Linked DNA regions of Arabidopsis thaliana: region 1 is linked to region 2. A link is a contact called in public capture Hi-C data. All regions are on one chromosome and are shown on one strand. Each heading gives the region's core, a stretch centred on a gene start, on an enhancer-like site or on the middle of the called end of the contact. The rest is flanking DNA. Distances are from core to core; before and after follow the strand shown.

Evidence for each region. Capture Hi-C pulls out chosen DNA fragments and counts their contacts.
Region 1: a capture Hi-C map of root shows a contact between it and region 2, with 5 times the contacts expected there. The contact joins the promoter of AT4G13620 here to the promoter of SUVH9 in region 2. A contact is called at or near these places in 3 of 26 Hi-C or Micro-C datasets (root and shoot) and 3 of 3 other capture datasets (root, seedling and shoot).

What each region holds. Positions count from the first base shown.
Region 1 is chr4:7,929,809-7,935,113 of TAIR10.1, reverse strand. AT4G13620 (Integrase-type DNA-binding superfamily protein) reads right to left here and starts at 2,983. Exons shown (of 1, transcript NM_117436.3): 1 at 1,535-2,983. The coding sequence starts at 2,976. The coding sequence ends at 1,810. It overlaps AT4G13630 (zein-binding protein (Protein of unknown function, DUF593)), which reads left to right. Exons shown (of 4, transcript NM_001203790.2): 3 at 1-828; 4 at 980-1,430. The coding sequence ends at 1,021.
Region 2 is chr4:7,825,501-7,830,494 of TAIR10.1, reverse strand. It overlaps SUVH9 (SU(VAR)3-9 homolog 9), which reads left to right and starts at 3,498. Exons shown (of 3, transcript NM_117420.3): 1 at 3,498-3,641; 2 at 3,754-4,994. The coding sequence starts at 3,890. It also overlaps the pseudogene AT4G13470.

The sequences.
Region 1 (5,305 bases), core at 1,734-4,233, 110 kb before region 2:
ATGATAGAAGAAAAGTCTGCTTTTGATGCGGAAGAGATGAGTATTCTTAAAGAAATTTTGCTTAGGAGGGAGAGGGAGAAACATTTTCTGGAGAAGGAAGTTGATACCTACAGGCAAATGTTTCTTGAGACTGAGCAACCTCACAATACTCCAGATTCTAAACCAGCTCAAATCGAAAGATTGCAGACGCCGCAACAGATTACTGAACCATGGGATGACATGGAGACTGTGAATGTCTCTTCTGGATTTGAGATCTTCACTAATCAGATGGACAATACTGAGTGTGATCAGTCAAGAAGTGAGCCATTTGATGCCCTGAGTGATATAGAACTGAAAGAAAGAGAGGAAGGTGAAACTTTATATGCAGAACTAGTATCAAGAACTAGCGACATTGCTGTTTCTAAGAAGCTTTGTGAGGACCCTCACGACATTGATTGTCATGTACATGACATCCATGTAGTGACTGATGAAGATAACAAGGGGCAACTGAATGTTCCTTCTGACCATGCCACTCAGGATCTGAAACTGGACAGATCACAAAGTGTTTCAGATACAAGTTATGCATTTCCACAAGGGAAAAGTAACATGTCTACCAATATGCGAAGAAATTCAATGTCAGCTATTGACTATGAAAGACTGAAAATAGAGAGTGAAGTTGGGTTGCTGAGAGGTCGGTTAAGAGCTGTACAAAAGGGAAGAGAGAAGATCAGTTTTTCTTCCAAAGATCAGAGCAAATCGCAGGTACAGCGTTGTGGAGATAAAACAAGCCGGTTTTGGGAGGCTAGAAGATCTGGACATCTTGACTCTTCTAGCCCTTCATCCACAATGGTGAGTTTCATCGTTGTGTGCTTTGATATGAGGGTTGAAAAATTGCTAAGAGTGCTCTCTTTGTTTCACAGTTCTTGGTAGTTAAATCTTCCATGGTTTTTTGCTTACCAAGTGGCTGAATCTTGTATGGTTTCAAATGGTGTTTTTGCAGGTAAAGGCTATGTCTATGCCACTGGACCTGCATAGTGCTTGAACTGCAAGGTATGTACTTACTCGAAATAACACGACACGATTATACGCCTAGTGAAAACATGAGCAAGTGTAGTTTTGTAACAATCTCTGCCAAAACTCTAATGTTGGTTATTGCCGGGAGAGTATTGTACTTTGTACTCTAAACGGCGTCGTTTCGAAACAAAAATTGACGCTTTTGTGGTCGGTAAAAAGTTTAAGTTTCTTCTCTTTCCAAATAAGTGATACTTGTCCTCTTTCTATTTCTGTGCCAAAACTTTAGATTTTTCACTTTTGTTTGCATATTCGGAAATACAATTGAAGCTAAAAATGACATAATTATTTCTAAAGTTATATAATCAACTTTTTATTTGGTTGTAGAAACTCATATTGTAGTTGTTGACAAAAGAAAAGATAATCTAAATTCATATTTGCCCTTTAACGCTTCTCTGCCCTATTACTATTCATATTCTCTATTGACCTTTGAGCTTTAGTATAGAATGTAGGAAATATTCTAACATTGGACTTTTAAAGTTGGAGTTGGTGCAACAGAATTATAATATTTTCTCATTAGAAAACAAACACTTTTCTATTTTATGGTTACTAGTAACCGCAAAGAAAAGAACAATTAATTAGCAGACAAAAAAAGGAGAACCACTTGATTATGTGGTCGTAAGAAGAATTACAATGTGTTCAACCCCAAATGCAAACCAATCTTGGCATCATAATATGAATTTCTTTCTTTGGTGGAAACTTTTGATATAAAAAAGGGTAGAAGTAAGTAAAATAAGTTTGACAAATATTAATTTGAAGTCAAGAAGAATGAGGAAATGAGAGAGCATCCCAAATGAGATCCATATCCAAAGAAGGCATCCTACTCAATTGTACACCATCTCCTTCCATCACTTCCTTATGGCTTTTCTGTTTCTTCATCATCACGTCTTCTCCTGACTCCATCTTCATGTGATGATTCTTTTGCTCCGGTGTTCCCACTTTTGGAGGAGGAGGAGAAGGAGAGTTACTTACTTGGGAAGATGAGATCTGTTGAATCTTGGACTCCAAAAGTGAGGCGATCATGCATCGCAAAGAACCGGACTTGAGCTGGTGTTTAAGATCAGGAAAGTTGAGGTGTGCGAATTCGCCACGAAGGATATAAGCTGCTGTATCGTAAGCCATTGCTGCTTGCTCAGCGGTTTCAAAAGTGCCGAGCCAAACACGGGTTCTGTTCCTTGGAAGCCTAATCTCTGCGACCCATTTGCCCCAGTGTCTTTGTCTCACTCCTCTATACAGTTTTGTTGGGGTCGTCGTCTGAACAACCTTTCTTGTTTTTGACTTCATGGGTTGAGTCTTGGTGGTACTTAGCCAATAGTTTCCAAAACCTTTCGAGGGATAGTTGGTTAGAGTTTTATTGATCTCTACCCATTCGTTTCTGTTTTGGTCTGATTGATAAAAGGAGTTTGGGATGTATTTATGGTAAGGGCTCATGTTGCTTTCGGATTGAGAAAGTTCTAGTAGCTTTGGTTCTTTAAGGAACAAAGTAAGGTTTGGAGGTTTAGAAGGATGATGATCAGGATGTTGAGACTGAGGAAAAGATTCTAGAAAGTTCCAAGGAACAGAAGCTACCGGAGATGGATGAATAGAAGATGTGAGCTCATGATCATGAGGCGACACAAAGTAGCTCGGAGTCGAAGAAGCAGGAAGAAGAGGAGATTTCATACCTTCCAAAAATATTGGAACACCGAGAAGTTGTGGCGGCGTCGAAGAACTCAAGAACCCGTAGATTCCAGAAGACAAGAGCTTGTCGTGCATGAAGCTAGTTTCTATTTTAGGAAACTGATCTTCCATGTTCCTTTTTTTGTTTGTTTTTTGAGTGTTTGTCCAGAGAATGAAGCCTGTTCTTAATTTTGACAAAATAGGTGGAGAATAAATGTTTATATATACGAGAATTAAGGAGTGTTGTGTGTGTATTGGTGTGATCATGTGGAGATAATATTAGAAAATTTAAGGAACCTAACTTTATTGTCCGAAAAAAACATTATCATCTGACTCAGATCTACGCTCTGCCAAGCTTAATTTGTTCATATGTAAACTAGAGAATTAAAGAGTCTCACAAACACTTTTGGTTAAACAATATTATTGTTAATATTTTGTATTTTTTTCTTTCATAAACAATAATTTGACCTTTATTTTTTCTTATCTTGCGACTTGTTCGTGGCCTCCATTTTACGTTCGCTTTTTCTTATAACTTATCAATCCAAACGTGACAGCTTAGCCCTAACTCATTTAGGTGTTATATATAGCCATATATTGTTTTTTTTTTGGTATAGGGTTTTATATTTAAATTTTACGAATGATGTTGTTGTTGGATACCAACGTTGTTTTCATTTGGTCACTTTAAATATTTAAAAGTTCTTCTAGTTTTTTCATATTGTATAAATACGAAATTTGCTTTTCAATTTGATGGTTGTACTAATATTACATTATTGTTATATCTTGTTAATAAGAGATATATATTCAATATATATGTATATACAGTACACGAAAAATAAAAAGGATGTGGTTTAATGTTCAATATCTTGTTAATTAAACTTAGAACATTAAATCTGTAGTATATTCAAAGTCATAGCAAGAAAAAGAAGTACCAATTTTTTTTATATTTTTTTTATATGTAAATTTGGTTTCCCTTACTAAGATATATATATTTCTTGTAAGAACCTTAATCTTTAAGCATTCTTTAAGCTTTTTTTTTTCAATAAACAAACGATTCTAACTGTGTTTAATTTATTATTCTCGTCTGTTTAGTTATCTTTAGAGTTTTTAAGGCGAAACCTAGGAATATGACTTTGGACCATACAGTATAGGACTTTTCTTTGCTAGATTCCATCTCAAAAAACATAAATTTTCACTATTATATTATAGTAATATATATAGATGAATACACAAATGTTTAATGTATATTTAGTGATCCGCTGTGAAATGCAAATTACAAAAAATATATCTATATATATATATATGTACGTCTGAATACATACTGAATAGTAATTATTAAACTTCTTAATTACAGTTGTACGGGACTAATTATTGGAGCGATGTGATACCAAGAAAACATTATTGAAACGATATTTCATGATAACATTTATCTAATTGGAGAATAAAATTTAATTTGTAAACCACGTATAGTTTAGCACAGATAATCACCACAAATGCTTATAATTAGTGAGCCCATAATTATTAATATTATCATCCAAATACAATGATTAGCTTCAAGTTTTGGCCTCTAATTGAATCCAACTAATGCGGAAGTCATGGGTTGTCTTCTTTTCCTCTCTAGAACATCAGTTTATGTCTGCTTCTTTATTTTACAATATTGTAATAACTTGCTGATGTGGTCTCTTAACTTTTTAAATTAATCGGATTCACCCATAAATTATTCTGTTCGTTCATGTTAGTCACTGTTACAATGGATACAATTCCTTGCAAGAACACTTTTTCCGACGCATATACTCATCTCTTGCTTCATCTTTAGTTACTCCAATTTTTTATATTGTCAATTTAGATTTTGAGACTAAATTTAAGTAACTAATCAAGATATAAGTTTCTTTTTTTAATATAATATAGTTCATTAAACATGTTTAACAATGAATCAAACAGGTAAGATAAGGGTCGAATTGGAAGCTTCGTATTCTAATTTGAGATGATGCACATTTTGTCCTTTGAGATGACTGTTGGGTCGTTTTACGAAAAGAATTATTATTTGATTTATGGAAACAAAATGTTAACGACAAAATAAAATTTATAAAAAGGCTTAAGAGGAAAAAAAAAAGCAGTTGACCAAAAAAATCAGAGGAAAAAAGTATTTCTTTCTTATTTTTATTTTTAACCTATTCCAGTTTCATGTAAATTAATTTGATCCAATTTGATCTCTAACATATTTTAATAGTAAATGTATGTCTTAGTATGGGCTTTAATCACTGATGGTCACCGTGAAGACATTTTTAACCATGTATACCAGACATCTAATGAAAAAAGGCTACAATTATATTAGAACTTTTCATAAAAAAATTGCTTTGGTCACTGTCTCATAATTTAAAAACTAATACTCAATATAAATTAGCAAGTTGGCGCTATTATACGACATTCCTAAATACATCATCTCAAAAACAAATATTTAAGGAGGTTTTGTTTATTAAATAATATCTCTATTTTCTATCATTTATAGATAGGACATAAAAAACATAATATAAAATGATGACAAGTGACAACATTAAAAAAAAACAAAAAAAAAAACAAGTGACAACATATGACTTTA
Region 2 (4,994 bases), core at 2,249-4,748:
TTATGGGATCGTAAATATATTTTGGTTTGTTTCACAATGTTTGTTTTAATTAATTGTCGAAATTTAATACAAATAATTCAAATAGTTTAAATTTTAGTTGTTTTAAGATTTAGTGAATATTGTAGGTGAGATAAGGAGAACATAATTTATTATGTTTTGCGTGACATAAGTGATTTCCATATATTTCGAATCTTTTTGGTTTGTTACACAATTAATTGCCGTAAAAAAATTTAAACCATCAATTAAAAAAAAAACAAAGAATTAAAATCCAGTGGCAGCCATTGTAAATAAGTTCCAACTTCAGGATTTATTTCACAAAATAACTGCAAAAATGTATCTGTAGATTAAACTTATATTTTACAGTTAAAATCTTTACAGCCAAAGTTTCAACAGTTAAAGTCTTTACAACAAAAATCTCTATAACCAAAAATAACATTTGTTACCAATTGGTTCCGTTGTCAAAAAAAAAAACCACTAACTATTTTTCCGTTTTCGTCATTACTTATGAGTCTAGATATCAACTCTTTCCCCAAATTAGGGTTGAAGTTATTTCACTAATAGAAGCGTCGTAACCAAATTATTGTTAGTCACCCACAAAAATTATACAACAAAAGTAACGAACTTTGCACATACATACTTTCTTACTGGACACATATGCATATGAAGGAGTCGATGCTGGTCAACTTCACACGTAAGACCGAATGGAGGTGTGAAAATTCTACTTTCCCCTTTGTTGGTGTATATGCCAAGAAAGAAAAAATAATATTGACATGTGTGAGGTTTTTCTTCATTAATTTTTTATTTATTTACCTTACATTTTTGTGTTCAAAAAAATGAAGTTCATAATACTTCTAAAAAAAGGATTTATATTTTTTTCTACTTGTATCATGATTTGGATTTTAAAGCATATATAAACAAGAAAAAAAATTATGATAAGTAAAAGGGTTCTTTCCATGTTAAAATCTTTTTTCATGATGATTTGGTGGTGGTCTTGATTGTAGTAGTAGTGGTAATGATGATGGAGGTACTGGTTGCGCGCGGAGGTTGCGATCATGGTGATGGTAATGACGTGGTAGTGGTGATGGTTGTTATGGTTGCAGTGGTCGTGGTGGTAACAGCCAGGTGGTGGTTGTGGTTGTGGTTGCGGTTGGCCAGCTACGATGGTTGTGACGATGGTGATGGTGGCTGTGGTGGTAGTTGGGCAGTTGCAACAGGGATGGTGATGACAATATGGTGGTGTAGAAATAATTGTGGTAGTGGTAAAAGAAAAAAAAAAGGAAAAGTTGAAAAATTAATTTTAAAAAATGAAAAGATAAAAGAGAATTTGCGCTTCATACCATAAGATCGTAAGTCAATGGAGAAGTAGCAAACTTGTATATAAGAAAGCATCTAGAAACTTGTATATGTTAAAAATATATCATGACACATAATATCGTAGCAGAAAACATCACTATGGTCATTTAATGCGGTGAGATAATCCGGAGCTCGATGGAAATGTGTGCATTATGAAGCTTATTTGGAGAATTTGTTCAGCTAAAGACTCGCTTTGGGCTAATTGGATCCGTTTAAATCTGCTTCATGGTAGATCGTTCTGGTCACCTCGGGGGAGAAGTACGTTGGGTTCTTGGATGTGGCAGAAGATCTTGAAGTATAGAGATAAAGCCAAAAACCTTTTTAAAATGGAAGTTCACTCGGGTTTAGGTACTTCTTTTTGGTATGACAATTGGTGTTCTCTTGGGTCTTTATATGAGGTATTGGGAGCCCGAGGTTGTATTGATATGGGTATCTCTTCATCTTGGTCTGTTGCTGATGTTCTCCGGTCTCATGTGCGTCGAAGACACCGTACGGCCACTCTAAACTCTATCGAAGACGAAATTGATGCTCTCCGACAACGTCATGACCCAACATGTGACATTCCTCTCTGGAAATGCTGCAACGGTTCCTTCAAGCATAAGTTCTTCTCTCGGGACACTTGGTATGAGATTCGTGAGTCCACTCCAACGTGTGAATGGTTCAAGGGAGTATGGTTTCAAAACTCCACTTCCTAAACTCTCATTCATGTTTTGGTTAGCCATTCGAAACCGTCTAGCTACGGGGGACAGATTATTAAAGTGGAATGGCGACGCTTACAGGGGGTTGTGTGCTCTGTCAAACGGAAGTAGAAACAAGGGATCATCTTTTTTTTCTCTTGCTCTTACTCCTCTCATGCTTGGTCAGCTCTTACGAGGGATATGTTGGGTTCACGTTATACGACTCGTTGGGACTCTCTTGTTGATCTATCTACAAGTTCGGCCTTGACGCAAATTCACATGTTTGTTTTCCGATATGTGTTTCAGCTCACTACTCACAGTCTTTGGAAAGAGAGAAATGGGAGAAGGCATGGCGAGTCACCCATTCCAGCTCCTTCTCTTGCCAAAATGATCGATAAGAATATGCGGAATCGGTTGAGTACTTTGGCTACTTCAGGTTCACCCATCTACAAGAGCGGGCTACGATATTGGTTTAGCACTCATTGTCGTTAGATCTTCTATTCAGTTTGTACTTGTTCAGTTTTTAAATTTTTTGGCTAAACGATGCATTTATTGTAAAACCGTCTTTTTTTTGTGAATAAATTTTAAATTTATAAAGAAAAGAAAAAAAAATGTGTGGTAGCACAAATGCACGATGTTGATCTTCTTACTCAAATGTCTTCTATAAAATTGTGGACGCAAAGTCTCCCGCCCATTACTCTGCATATAGCAAAAACCTGACTATTGTTTCTTAATTATTTTATGAAAAAATGTCTATGCACGTTATCGTTTCAAGATAAAGATGAAGATGAAAATATTAAGTTAAAAAGGATATGAAGAAAGGAAGTGTGTATGTAAATGATATGTATAAAAAGATAAAATGGACATTCTTATAAAAGTTACACACCATATTTTTGTTAGATTAGTTTGTGAATTAAAATATTTTTATTGATTATTTATGCCTACTTTCCTAAAATTTTCTCCTTTTTTTACAATTTCTATATCACGACTTTTTCTAATAAATACTTTCGTAATATTTATCCTGAATGTGTTGCGACACACTTACGATATAAAGATATTTTATTGTTTCAAAAAAAAAAGAAATTAGATATTAAAAAAAAGTTATTCAAGGTTCAATAAATAGAAAAAAATCCGATATCCAGAATATACCAAAAGAAATTTATTCAAAGTTAAAATACAGAAAGATATTAGATATCAAGAAAAATTATTCAAGTTTAAAAAATAGAAAGAAATTATATAATATATAGAAAGAAATTTTTATTCAAATTTTAAAAAAATAAAAAACTTAGATATTTGGAAAACCTTATTTCCATATTATAAAATTATAATTTTACTAAATATATTAAAAAAATTATGTTTCCTAAATTTATTAATTTTTTTTTAATAATCTCTATACTGCAATCTTTTCTAATAAAAATATTTTATAATATTTATCCTGAACGTGTTACGACACGTCATCGCTACAAACCAAAATAAACGGGTGTGGTGTGTTTGGTCTGGCCTTATACACCAAATCAAACACACCACCATTTTTACCCAGAAATTTGAGTACCAAGAGAGCTCTTTTTCATCCTAAAGAGATCTTCAAATTTAGATTTCAACACATAAAAGGTATGAAATTTTTCATTTTTTTTCCGGCTATTTTTTTTTGGAATAATCGTATCATAATTTCTCAATATCACAACTTTATATTAAAAGCAAATCTAAAGAAAAAACACATTAGATTCTGTAGGAAAATATTTGTGTAAGAGCTTCTTCTCCGCCATGGATTTAGCTTGAAAGGTGTTCTCCAAACAAAACCCATTTCTTCGATTTCTCTGATAAACTCGTCAAACCCATTTCGCTTCTCGTTGCAAAAAATGGGTTCTTCTCACATTCCTCTTGATCCGTCTCTAAATCCGTCACCTTCACTGATCCCAAAGCTTGAACCAGTCACTGAATCAACCCAAAACTTGGCCTTTCAACTTCCAAACACAAACCCACAAGCCCTAATTTCATCAGCCGTCTCCGATTTCAACGAAGCCACAGACTTTTCCTCAGATTACAACACCGTCGCCGAGTCAGCCCGGTCTGCTTTCGCTCAACGGCTTCAACGTCACGATGATGTTGCGGTTCTTGATTCCTTAACCGGAGCAATCGTACCGGTTGAGGAGAATCCGGAACCGGAACCGAATCCTTACTCAACCAGTGACTCTTCACCGTCGGTTGCTACTCAACGACCTAGACCGCAGCCACGTTCGTCGGAGCTAGTGAGGATCACTGATGTTGGACCTGAAAGTGAGAGACAGTTTCGTGAACATGTGAGGAAGACGAGAATGATTTATGATTCTCTTAGGATGTTTTTGATGATGGAAGAAGCTAAACGTAATGGGGTTGGTGGAAGAAGAGCTAGAGCTGATGGTAAAGCTGGTAAAGCTGGTTCAATGATGAGAGATTGTATGTTGTGGATGAATCGTGATAAACGAATCGTCGGTTCGATTCCCGGTGTTCAAGTTGGGGATATCTTCTTCTTTAGGTTTGAGTTATGTGTCATGGGCTTACATGGACACCCTCAATCTGGGATCGATTTTCTTACAGGGAGTCTTAGTTCTAATGGGGAGCCAATAGCTACTAGTGTGATTGTTTCTGGTGGGTATGAGGATGATGATGATCAAGGAGATGTGATTATGTATACAGGTCAGGGTGGACAAGATAGGCTTGGAAGGCAAGCTGAACATCAGAGGCTGGAAGGTGGAAACCTTGCGATGGAACGGAGTATGTATTATGGGATTGAAGTGAGAGTTATTAGAGGGTTGAAGTATGAGAATGAGGTTTCTAGTAGAGTTTATGTTTATGATGGGTTGTTTAGGATTGTTGATTCTTGGTTTGATGTTGGGAAGTCTGGTTTCGGTGTGTTTAAATATCGGTTGGAGAGGATTGAAGGACAGGCTGAGATGGGTAGTTCGGTGTTGAAGTTTGCTAGGA